2 separate regions of the Danio rerio genome follow, and region 1 is linked to region 2. A link is a contact called in public HiCAR-type data. All regions are on one chromosome and are shown on one strand. The core of a region is the stretch at or near the end of the contact, and the rest is flanking DNA. Distances in the headings are between cores, read along the strand shown.

What was found. HiCAR-type assays count read pairs that join an accessible place to other places.
Region 1: a contact with region 2 is called in a HiCAR-type map of caudal fin, with 4 times the contacts expected there. The contact joins the enhancer-like site here to the promoter of otpb in region 2. A contact is called at or near these places in 9 of 18 Hi-C or Micro-C datasets (caudal fin, embryo, fibroblasts and 3 more) and 1 of 4 datasets of contacts at active chromatin or transcription factors (caudal fin).

Annotation. Positions count from the first base shown.
Region 1 is chr5:55,826,606-55,831,639 of GRCz12tu, forward strand. All of the region lies in intron 2 of lhfpl2b (LHFPL tetraspan subfamily member 2b), which reads right to left. Among named protein-coding and RNA genes, the nearest start is that of lhfpl2b, 11 kb to the right of the region's middle. Within about 2 kb of position 2,211, at least 5 of the 62 cell types and tissues checked have an H3K27ac peak or open chromatin away from gene starts, as enhancers often do. A contact at or near this core is called in caudal fin, where this site is marked.
Region 2 is chr5:55,705,774-55,711,503 of GRCz12tu, forward strand. otpb (orthopedia homeobox b) reads right to left here and starts at 3,707. Exons shown (of 3, transcript NM_131100.2): 1 at 3,519-3,707; 2 at 2,820-3,214; 3 at 388-1,675. The coding sequence starts at 3,594. The coding sequence ends at 1,160.

The DNA.
Region 1 (5,034 bases), core at 961-3,460, 120 kb after region 2:
TAATGATCTAGGCACAAAGTCTGAAGCACATGGCGCAAAAGCATTAAGGGCTTATCCTAATCCACTTTTGCTATTTTAAGGATGGAACAATACACTCTGCGCCCTGGCACATGGTCTAACAGGGTTGAGCTTATTTTTTTAATGAGTTATGGGCATGTTTTGAGAATAAACCAATCAGAGTCTCATCTCCTATTCCCTTTGAGAGTCAGTTGCGTCACATTTGCTATTTACTTTGTAAGTGTAAAAACTGAACGCGTCACTAGTAAAAAAAACAGTTAAACAGACCACCTGCAGCTCAAGGATAAAGAATGAGCCTCCTCTTTTCTGCCTTTAATTTTACCTTCTCTTTTGTGGATAAAGAAACGGTTTTACACACAGACATCCATTAGCCTACCTAAATAATTTAATTTGCTAAGTGCCAAGATTCAATTCAAAACTATTTCTAAATTCAGTTCTAATATTCAGCAAACTAATAAATCAGCAATAATAACGAAGTGTGGTCAAACACTGAGTGATATCCAAACACATGTCCTAAGCCTCATATGGTCCAAAACCTGACAGGTGGAGAAATCTAAGTTTGTTTTTAATAAAACTAATATAAATATGCAAATAATAAATACTAATAATAATCATTCATTTTCTTGTCGGCTTAGTCCCTTCATTAATCTGGGGTTGCCACAGCGGAATGAACCGCCAACTTATCCAGCAAGTATCCAGCCGCTACCCATCTCTGGGAAACATCCACACACACATTCACACACTACGGACAATTTAGCCTACCCAATTCACCTGTACCGCATGTCTTTGGACTGTAGGGGAAACCGGAGCACCCAGGGGAAACCCACGCGAACGCAGGTAGAACAAGCAAACTCCAAACAGAAACGCCAATCGAGCCGAGGCTTGAACCAGCGACCTTCTTGCTGTAAGGCGACAACACTACCTACTGCGCCACTGCTTCGCCCACTTCTAATAATAATAATGACATTATACAAAAGTAAGTTGTAATAAATAAACAAATCAGTAGTTTTCATATTTATGTAGAAAGTAATAATTTTTGTAATATTTTAATCCTTTAATTCTTTTTCATTTGTAAAGATATGTTTGTATTGCTGTACATCCTGCGTGTTTTAAGCAATGTGGTAGCGAGGCGCATGTGCTCTGTGTTGGACTTTAGACCAGCTTTCAGCTGCTGTCAACTGCTTTTTAATTGCTTTAGTTCCTCAAAGCAATCCGCCAACAATGCGCCTTAACACACCTCTTTTCTAGACCCAAACAGTCTTGAGTCCACAAACTGGCATGAATGCATTTGCTTTTTAAAATTAAGGTTAGATTGGTCTGAAATTAGTAACGTGCCAGGGCAAACGTCTTGCGCTTTATTGTGCCGGGTGTATAAAAGGGCCCCTATAATCATGGGAATTGTCTTAATTATATCCTACGTAACTCCTACAGATACCATGTTCATAGATGGGCTAAAGTATTCATAACTTATTATCATGGTAGTATCAAGCAGAGTAAGGCCAAAGGCTAGCGAAGACAAATGAGAATGCTGAAGCAATTGCTGAATGAGAGATGAATGCAATGCAACATAAACAGTCACAGTCAACCACTAGGGAAAGAAGCAACACTATGCTATGCTAGTTTGACAGCCTAATTGTGTAAATAAAAAAGAAAATCAAACACAGAGAGTCCCTAAAAATCCACTTGAATCAGGCCATTTAATCAGTAATACAAAACAGTAATACAAAACAGTTTTGTTCCTAATGTACTGTTAATTAAAGACAGATTATTATTATAATTGCTCAAAAATACAAACTGATTTCCACTTGCTTTCCTAAGAAAACTCAGCAACCCTTTTGATCTGATATCATCATCAGATAACATCAATTCTTTACAACATAAAAGTTTTCCCTGTAATGGCTGAGGGTGAGCCATGAGTCAAGTTTCTAGTTCAGTGTCATTTTCCACTCTTCTAATAAGCTATGTGATTACGCTTAAAATAGACACTGTATTAGCCTTAATATGTGATTTAATTATTATATTACTGTTTAAAAGGCAAGAACGCTTGCTGATTTAATCTTCATACCAAACAGAGCCGGTCACTGTGATCCCTCAATTTTATCCCGTGTTCTTGCTCTAAATAGGCAAGTGAGATCCTGTCTCTGAAGTCATGCTGAAGTCATGCTCCTGCTATTCACAAATTACTCAATCACCATGTTGTAAATCTTTCAATAAAATTATACAAGAGCTCCGTACTTTGCTTGTACCTGTTGTTGGTCTTGGTCTTCAATAAAATAAGCCACACTATTTTTATTGCACCACAATGCTTTATTGTTCTAGTGTTCCCAGACATGACTGCAAGTAGGAGCTTTATCATGACCGATCTGTTATTTCATGGTCTTTTGACTGAGAAGGTCCTGCCACAGTCAACATTACCACTTTTGTTCCTTTGAGCTGGTTTGGGAAATGGTAATGAAAGAAGATTTGGAACCCTGAGGCCAGATTCACAATGCATTCAAGTCAGCATGGAATGAAATTCACCCTAGCCTACTTCCCATACTAACTGGCCAATATATTAGGTACATCTGATCAACTGCTTGTTGATGCAGATGAATAATTATCCAATCACATTTAAGCAACTCAGTGCATTTAGGGATGCTGTTGTGGTCAAGACAACCTGCTTAAAATCTGATTGAAATCAAAATGAACAATTGTATCTGTGCACTTCATTATTTTGTAAAAAAATATATATAATTTGTCCTCATAATCTTTTATCAAATGCCCAACCTTCTATTGAATTGACTTTTCTTCATTTCTGGTCACATGGAAGGCTATTATGTTGTGTCTCATTTTTGCCCTGTTTTGTCCATTCATCAATCTTCCTTCATTTTGTTAGCGGCACCCATCTACCAATGATGCAAGCGGTTCGCAAAGGATGAGATCGTAAACCAGACTTAATTATTTTCTCTCATTTTAGGACCATTTCACTTCAGTCACAATATAGGACAATCTTAACTTCCATTTCATGGTGACTTTAAGTTAAAACTGAGCATCAGAACGGGAAAGAAAAGTAATTTTTGTGACTTTGACCATAGCATAGTTGTTTGTGCCAAACAGGCTAGTCTGAGTATTTCAGAAACTTCTGATTCGCTGGCATTATCATACACAATCATATTTAAAATTTACAAAGAATAGTCAGAATGAATGGCTCATTAAAGCCACAGTTTGCAGAAGAGCATCACTAAACACTCAAAATATACAACCTTGAAGCAGATAAGCTACAGCAGCAGGAGAAGATAACAATGTTGACACTCCTGTCAGGTAATAACAGCAAACTGAGGCTATAATTCACACTAGCTCAACAAAATGGACAATAAAAGACTTGTCTGGTGAGTCTCTATTTCTGCGGCAACATTTGGATCCACCTTGTCTTTTATCAACTGCTCAGGCTGGTTGTTCTTGTAGAAAAGTATATATAAAATTTTCTTGTCAAGCTTTTCAACCCCCAATTTGGAGATTCGCATCATGTATAATAATACAAATCTGTAGAAGCTGTTTGATTCTGTCATGTCATGGGCCAAAATTTATAAAGCAGGGGGAACAAAGTCTGTTCCTGGAGACGTATCTTCCTGCAGATTTCAGTTCCTGGATCAGGATCAAACAGGGTCGGAAGCTGTGTTTCTATCCAAAGATTTATTCAAAAAACTGTAATACTGCATAAAACACTTGCAAACAAAGCACCATTTCCATTCAATCAGATCATCACTTACTGATAAACTGGGATTAAATTTCATTCATTTTTCTTTGGCTGAGTCCCTTTATTCTTCAGAGGTCGCCATAGCGGGATGAACCACCAACTTAATCAGCATATGTTTTACACATGCAAGTGCCCTTCCAGCTGCAACTTAGCATCGGGAAACATCCATACACATTCAAACACTACAGCCAATTTAGTTTATTCAATTCACCTATAGCACATGTGTTTGAAATATGAGGGAACCTGGAACACCCACACAAACACGTGGAGAACATGGAAACTACACTGAAAAAAGAGTGCACAACTGTGTATATTCAAAGATGATTGCTTGGATTTACTCGATTTTTTTAACGTTAAGTGGTTGTAAACAATTTATTTGTGTTGAATTTAAACAAACAAATTAAATTTTAATAATGTTCTACTTAATTTGTTTGTTTAAATTCAACACAAATAAATTGTTTACAACCACTTAACGTAAAAAAATCGAGTAAATCCAAGGAATCATCTTTGAATATTTTTTTCAGTGAACACACAGAAATGCCAACTGGCCCAGTCGGGATTCGAACCAGCGACCTTCTTGCTGTGAGGTGACAGTGCTAACAACTGAGCCACCTTTGCGCCAGATTAAAAAAAAAAAAAAAAGTTATTTGCTGCGACAATGAGGACCTTTTTTCTCATATAATAAATTACCTTTGCCCCAGACAAAGCTGACATGCAATGAACGTGCAGGCTCTTGGAGGCCCAAGACATTTCACACAACAAAATGTTTTTCATGTTTAAAAAAAAAAAAAAAAACATTAGTTTTTTTTTTAACTTTATGTCTTATCTTACCTTTAAGTCCATCTTCTAATATTGATCAAAGCAGGGAAAATCTTTCACAATTTCTGTTTTAAAACCTTTAAACTAACTTCATTTTTTAAATTTGTTTATTAGAAGATATTTTTTTCTTTTACCTGCTTGAATTAGTGGAGCTGACCTGAATAGATCAGGCTTCAACAGTCATAGACATTTACAGTAGCTGTTTATTCTTGTCTATTGGAAGAAATGCGCCAATAGCCTTTTTAGTACAGAGTAGCGCTCCTTTGAAATGAATATGGGACCAAGGTGCAGTGCTGTGTATATCCACCTTTTTGATCTAAATGGTACATAAGGTTGTTATATTTAATAATTTAGGGTGGACAGTATGCACATTGAGGTGCAAACATTGTTATATTATCAGAAACTCTTATAAGTACTTCAAAAACTCGACGTTACTTTAATTAGCAGACAATAATACACAT
Region 2 (5,730 bases), core at 2,457-4,956:
ATAAGTACAACCCTTACAAAACTATCTTGCAATTCATATTTTAATAGAAAGCTACAATATTATATTTGTGTAGTCAGTACTGAAGCCAAATCTGGACCTTATCTAACAAAATAACTTACAATAATGGTTCAGAAACTAGTACACTCAAATTTATAGAGAAATATCAAATACAAATTTTATAACAGAGGGAAAATTAAAAAAGCAAATAAATTTAGTTGATATTTTTGTAGGTTGTGATTTTTTGCAATATTTTGCTTGATTTTAATTTCTATATGTGTGGTGACTAAAATATTAGTTCAATAAATATATCTGTTTAATAAATTTGGTTAGTTTAAAAAGCACCAAAATACATTGCCTATATTATAGAGATCACATAACATGCAGAAATTCTTAAAATGATTTTATTCACCCACTTAACAATCATTGATATAAACCTTCCCAATTCTGTTGAATTTGGTAAGATAAACATTTACGAAAACCATATTTCAGTAATAAGCACAGACAATAAGTTAAAACATATCACAAACGTACCAGCAGATAACATTATTTTTTGTCTTATCTACACAAACACTCAAGTTCATTTTGCTTTTGTAAACAACTTCCTGTTGATCCCGTTTGAAATATTACATGCATCCGAATCTGGTTATTTGGAAATTGGCTCTTAATCCAACGTGTTCATTTCTGTACCTGAAAAATCGCTCCAACATGTAGTTTGTGCCTTGAAACAACCTGTACATGCACATATGTGGTCCTCGTTTATAATTGTCCTTTTACAGTAGGTTTAATAAAAAATAATATCACTGAACAGCGAAATAAATATACTTGCAGCTGTTGATTCATATATGAACGAAGAGTCAAATAAATACTCAAAAATAAATAAACAATTCCCCATTTTTAAAATCAACTTCTATAAAAATAAACAAATAAACATGAACGAATCCAACACTTAAATAAATTACATACATTTCAAGCATTTAAACTAACACTAGTCTACATTTGCTGTAAGCATTGTCTGAGGGTATGTTGGGATTCCATCATCCAGTAAGGCTGCCAAATTGTAATTTCATCGTTAGAACCTCGCATCCTGAGTGCTCCATGAGTGTTTTTCAGGAATACTTGAGGTTTGTAGTGACAGAAAAAGACATCGCGGGTGCTCAGATTAAGTGAAACTCATTGAAACGGTGTGCTCAAGTGCTTTACGGCGAAGGGAAGCGATACTAGTCCCTCTCCACATGTCACTGTCTGGGGAGCTACACAGCTGAGGAGAGCCGGTAACATTCGTTGGACCCGACAGGGAAGCGGGCACCATCCCGGGAAATGTGGGTTGATAGAGATGCGACTGAAGACCGGAACCATTTGACGATAAGCTGCCCGAAAGGCCCATATTGTTTGGTGGCGGACCCGCTCCGAGACTGCACTGAGACAGGGACTGTGCCATCGCCTGCTGTCGACCCAGCGACGGCGGTATCTGCAGCTGTGAGACCCCCGGCATCCCAGCCGCGGCCCAGCGAGTGTCGTTGGCATGAAAAGAGCAGAGACTGTCGCCCATCGCAGCCGCGGCCGCAGACGGGAACTGAGGCAAACCGTGTGTTGGCAGCAAAGTGCCCGGCGCCCGGAAAACATTGGTCGTCTTCTTTCGTTTCTTCCATTTTGCACGTCTATTCTGAAACCATACCTGAAGTCAAAAGACAAAAAGAAACAATTAGAAAACCATTAATTTTATTGGGTGAGAAAAAATAAAACTTTAAACAAATAGTTTGCTATGTTCAACTGTATATTTAGACTTACTATGATTAATTTTATTTTAATGAAATAAAAACAACAAACACAAAATATAGGCTAAACCTAATAAAATTATGTGTTTTCAAAAAACAAAAGAACAAAATATGATCATAATACATTTAATTAAATTGCATGAATTGCGTTTGTCGGTAAAGGGCGCCTAATTTGTTTTAAATGTAGTCCGGTCTATTTAGAACTCTTCCACTGTTAATATGATTCTACCGAGGTTAGCAAACATGCACCCTTTAAAACATCTGCTTGTAGCCTATTATGACTTCTAAAATTTAAAAAATTCTAAAATCACTACTGCTAATATATATATATATATATATATATATATATATATATATATATATATATATATATATATATATATATATATATATTGCTTCAAGACAGGACAGAATAGTAATGCTTTGCAGACAAACGGTGATGAAGTCGATATAGTTGATAGTACATTCTAGGAGACAAATAATATGATGGCCTCCATAATTCATCGTGGAATATTAAACAGTAATTCTTGATGAAAATAAGCTCAGACGAAGCTTTCAGAATAAATAGTACCTCTTGTTTATTTTTAAAAAGTAATATTATTATTATTATTTTAATTAGATTTATAATGTACAAGTTTGAACGAATAATTATTGTCATCATTACTATTGGCATGTCTACTTAAATTGATGCATAACTATTATTTACAAATCATTTTTTTCATGTTACATTTAAAGCACTGTGCAATCTACTGTGCAAGCTACTATTTTAATGAATTCTTTTAGAGCACGTCTTTTTTTCTAAAAAGCTTTTTTTGTAATATTATATTTTAGTACAGGCAACACTGCAATAGTTTTAGATGCGTGATCGGAAACATATTTGACATTGTTTTTAGAGAAAATCGCCAAGCAATTCATGCAATAAATTTCGTATGTCTTTAGAACTAAATTAATAAATAAGTGTTACGCCAAGCGATTCAGTTTGCTTTTACAAACAGGCAATAACCGTCTGGAAAGTCAGAGCTGAGCAAGTTCATTAAGTCTCACCTGAACCCGTGACTCCGTTAAACCAATCCTTAATGCAAGTTCCTCTCTCATAAAAATATCAGGATAGTGGGTTTTAGCAAAGCTCCTTTCTAGTTCGTTCAGCTGGGCTGGAGTAAAACGGGTCCTGTGGCGTTTCTGTTTCTGTTGGTTTTGCTGGCCGCCCGTCTGATTGGAGTTTTGCTGTTGCTGCTTTTCTTGGTCTTTGGCGTTGACCTGCTGCATTCCATTAGGATTGGATCCACCATTACTTATTTCTTCTCCGGGGAGCAGAGTGGTCCCCTCCACAGTCTCTGTGGCAGAAGTAAGGTCGCCGGGGTGTCCAGAGTCAGTCCCCCCTAGTCTGCATTTTAAAGCTTCTCGGTGTACGAGAAGCTCGGCTGCAGCATCCTTCATCCCTGTGGACGCAGGTGTCAACAATTTAGCATTCTATCCAAATGGCTGTTTCATATTAATATCAATAATCAACGCATATTTAAAACACGCTACTTATTGATACATTTGTCGCACAAATAATCATAAACATATAGCAAATAATACCAAACATAAACACCACAAACATTAAAATTATTTTAGCAAGGGAAAAAAACAATACTTTTAGTAATTATCACGTAACATTGCATGTATAATGCACATATTAAAATATAATATAAACATAAAATTGGTTCACCAGACTGAAGACTGAATAATACTCTAGCTTACAGTGGAGTTGAAGACCGGAGTTTGGTGGCGATAACTCACCGAGGCGAGTATCCAAGAGGTCGGCATGAGAGAGCATTGCGCACTGCTGGAGTCACAACTGCTTCCCAAACTACTCTACAACTTTTAACTCTTTTAAAAAGCGCATAGGGCTCAATTGAAGCAAAGTCGTCAGTGCGTTTAAAAAGGCGGTTCCACGTATTATACTGTTCTTTAGAGAGATTGGGAGGCGCTTAATAGTTGTATGAGCCCGTGAGCTTCCACAAATGGGAACCAATCAGAATTAAGGGCTGAAAATGTCAGACAACCAACCACTAAAATCCACAAACCGGTTTCATCTGCGGTTGCTCTCGTTCATTTCAAATCTGATTTATTGCATTGCCCCCTTATTAGCTATACATTTTAAATGACTTCATAATCATGGCAAATAACCAGCGAATAATAAATCTTTCTGTAGAGGCTTCACAAAAGGTGCAAAAGTCGAATTTATACGACTTGGCCGACTAGGGATGTAATCTCTAAATACTGATAGGCACCTTTTGTAAAGTCAACAGCCTATTTTGGTTATAGCTCAACTTTTCGAGGCCCTTTACTAGTCGAATGTAGAACGCTGGCCATCCATGTTTGTTTACGTGTGAAGAGAATGAACACAGTATTGCAGCGGGTTCTGTGAACTGGTGTCATTACGTGCGACATACAGCTTTATTTGAGTGGAATCCATCTATCAAAAACGATGAATTCTTTGAGGCAGCTAACAACACATCCAAGGTACATTTCCAACAAGTCATTTTCAAGACCATTAAGCATTTGAAGTAATTAGTGCTAAATATATGAGCTTTCATCTCAATTGTTTGAGTAAAATCTGAACAATGCGTGATTTAATTGTGTTTAGATATATTTCAAGGCGGTGTTGGCTAAATCATGTTTGAAGACGTCTAATTTATTTCGGTAAAGGCTTGAGGTGAAGCAGTGAAACAGGCTACTGATGCGTACTGATGCTTCAGTTGTATTGATGTTTCATCAGCGCTGACGCAAGTAATTTGATTTGTTTAATTCAAACTCGCTGACATACATTGCCTAATTTAATCCATTCAGCGAAAGTGCATTCGGCAGGCTGTCAAGTTTTCAGATTGTTTTTGTTTAATCAATCAGTTCTCCATTCATTTTGTAGCATGAATGTGCACGGGCAAGCCGCTGGACTGTTGAGAAAAATTAAGAAACAAACAAAGAACATGGGAATCTCGAATTTTAAAGACCCGAGAAATGCCGACATATATAGGCCTATATATATATAAAGGTGTTTCATCAAGAAGCTTGAGACATAATTTTATTAATAACATAATAATCCTGGATCGAAATGTAACCTTGAAATAAAGTTAGGTGGTAGGAAAAACATACATATTCTAAGAAAAATGCTATATGAATAATACATTATTAATAATAATAATAATTCTTATTTTGTATATTTTTACTCAAATAAACCTAATTACAAGCTTTATATTTGTGCATCTAAGATCATGATCATGTATCATGTGCTAATTTGTTAAATCTTTTCTGGTCCTCTTTAAAGGAATATATGATAATCTTGTAAATTATATTGAACTTATATATCTACTGCAATGTTTAAAAGTTATATTAAAATATGTATTTGCGGTTATAATAATAATAATAATCATAATAATAATAATAGTAATATTTATATTATTTTTATTACTATTATTATTATTATTATTATTATTATTATTATTATTATTATTATTGGCTAAAAGGTCGTTTCTATCCTGGCACATTGCGCCATGCATTTCTATAACACACCTATAAAATGGAAACATTATTTTGACAATGATTTGATTCTGGGTATTTTATTATTTCCACAGTGCATTTTCAATTGAAACTTTCCGATTCTATCCATGATGAATTCTTATTTATTTTGTGTAAATGACATTGGAGTTTGACAGGTTGGGTAATAGGTCCAAAGAGCTCACCATATACCGTGAAATAAGTGAATTGGAAAGTAACCCAACGGCTCCTCCATTCAAGCAGACGCGACCCCCGTTGCATCTCATACTGTGATTAGACTTGGTGCCCTCCATGTGGACCCGATTTCAACGTGAGTTATCTGGGGAGAATACAATTATGGCCTAAATAAAATAATCAGCAATGGACGGCGATTACCGTAATGAAATGGAGCTTTGGCAAGTCACGGAGTAGCTGG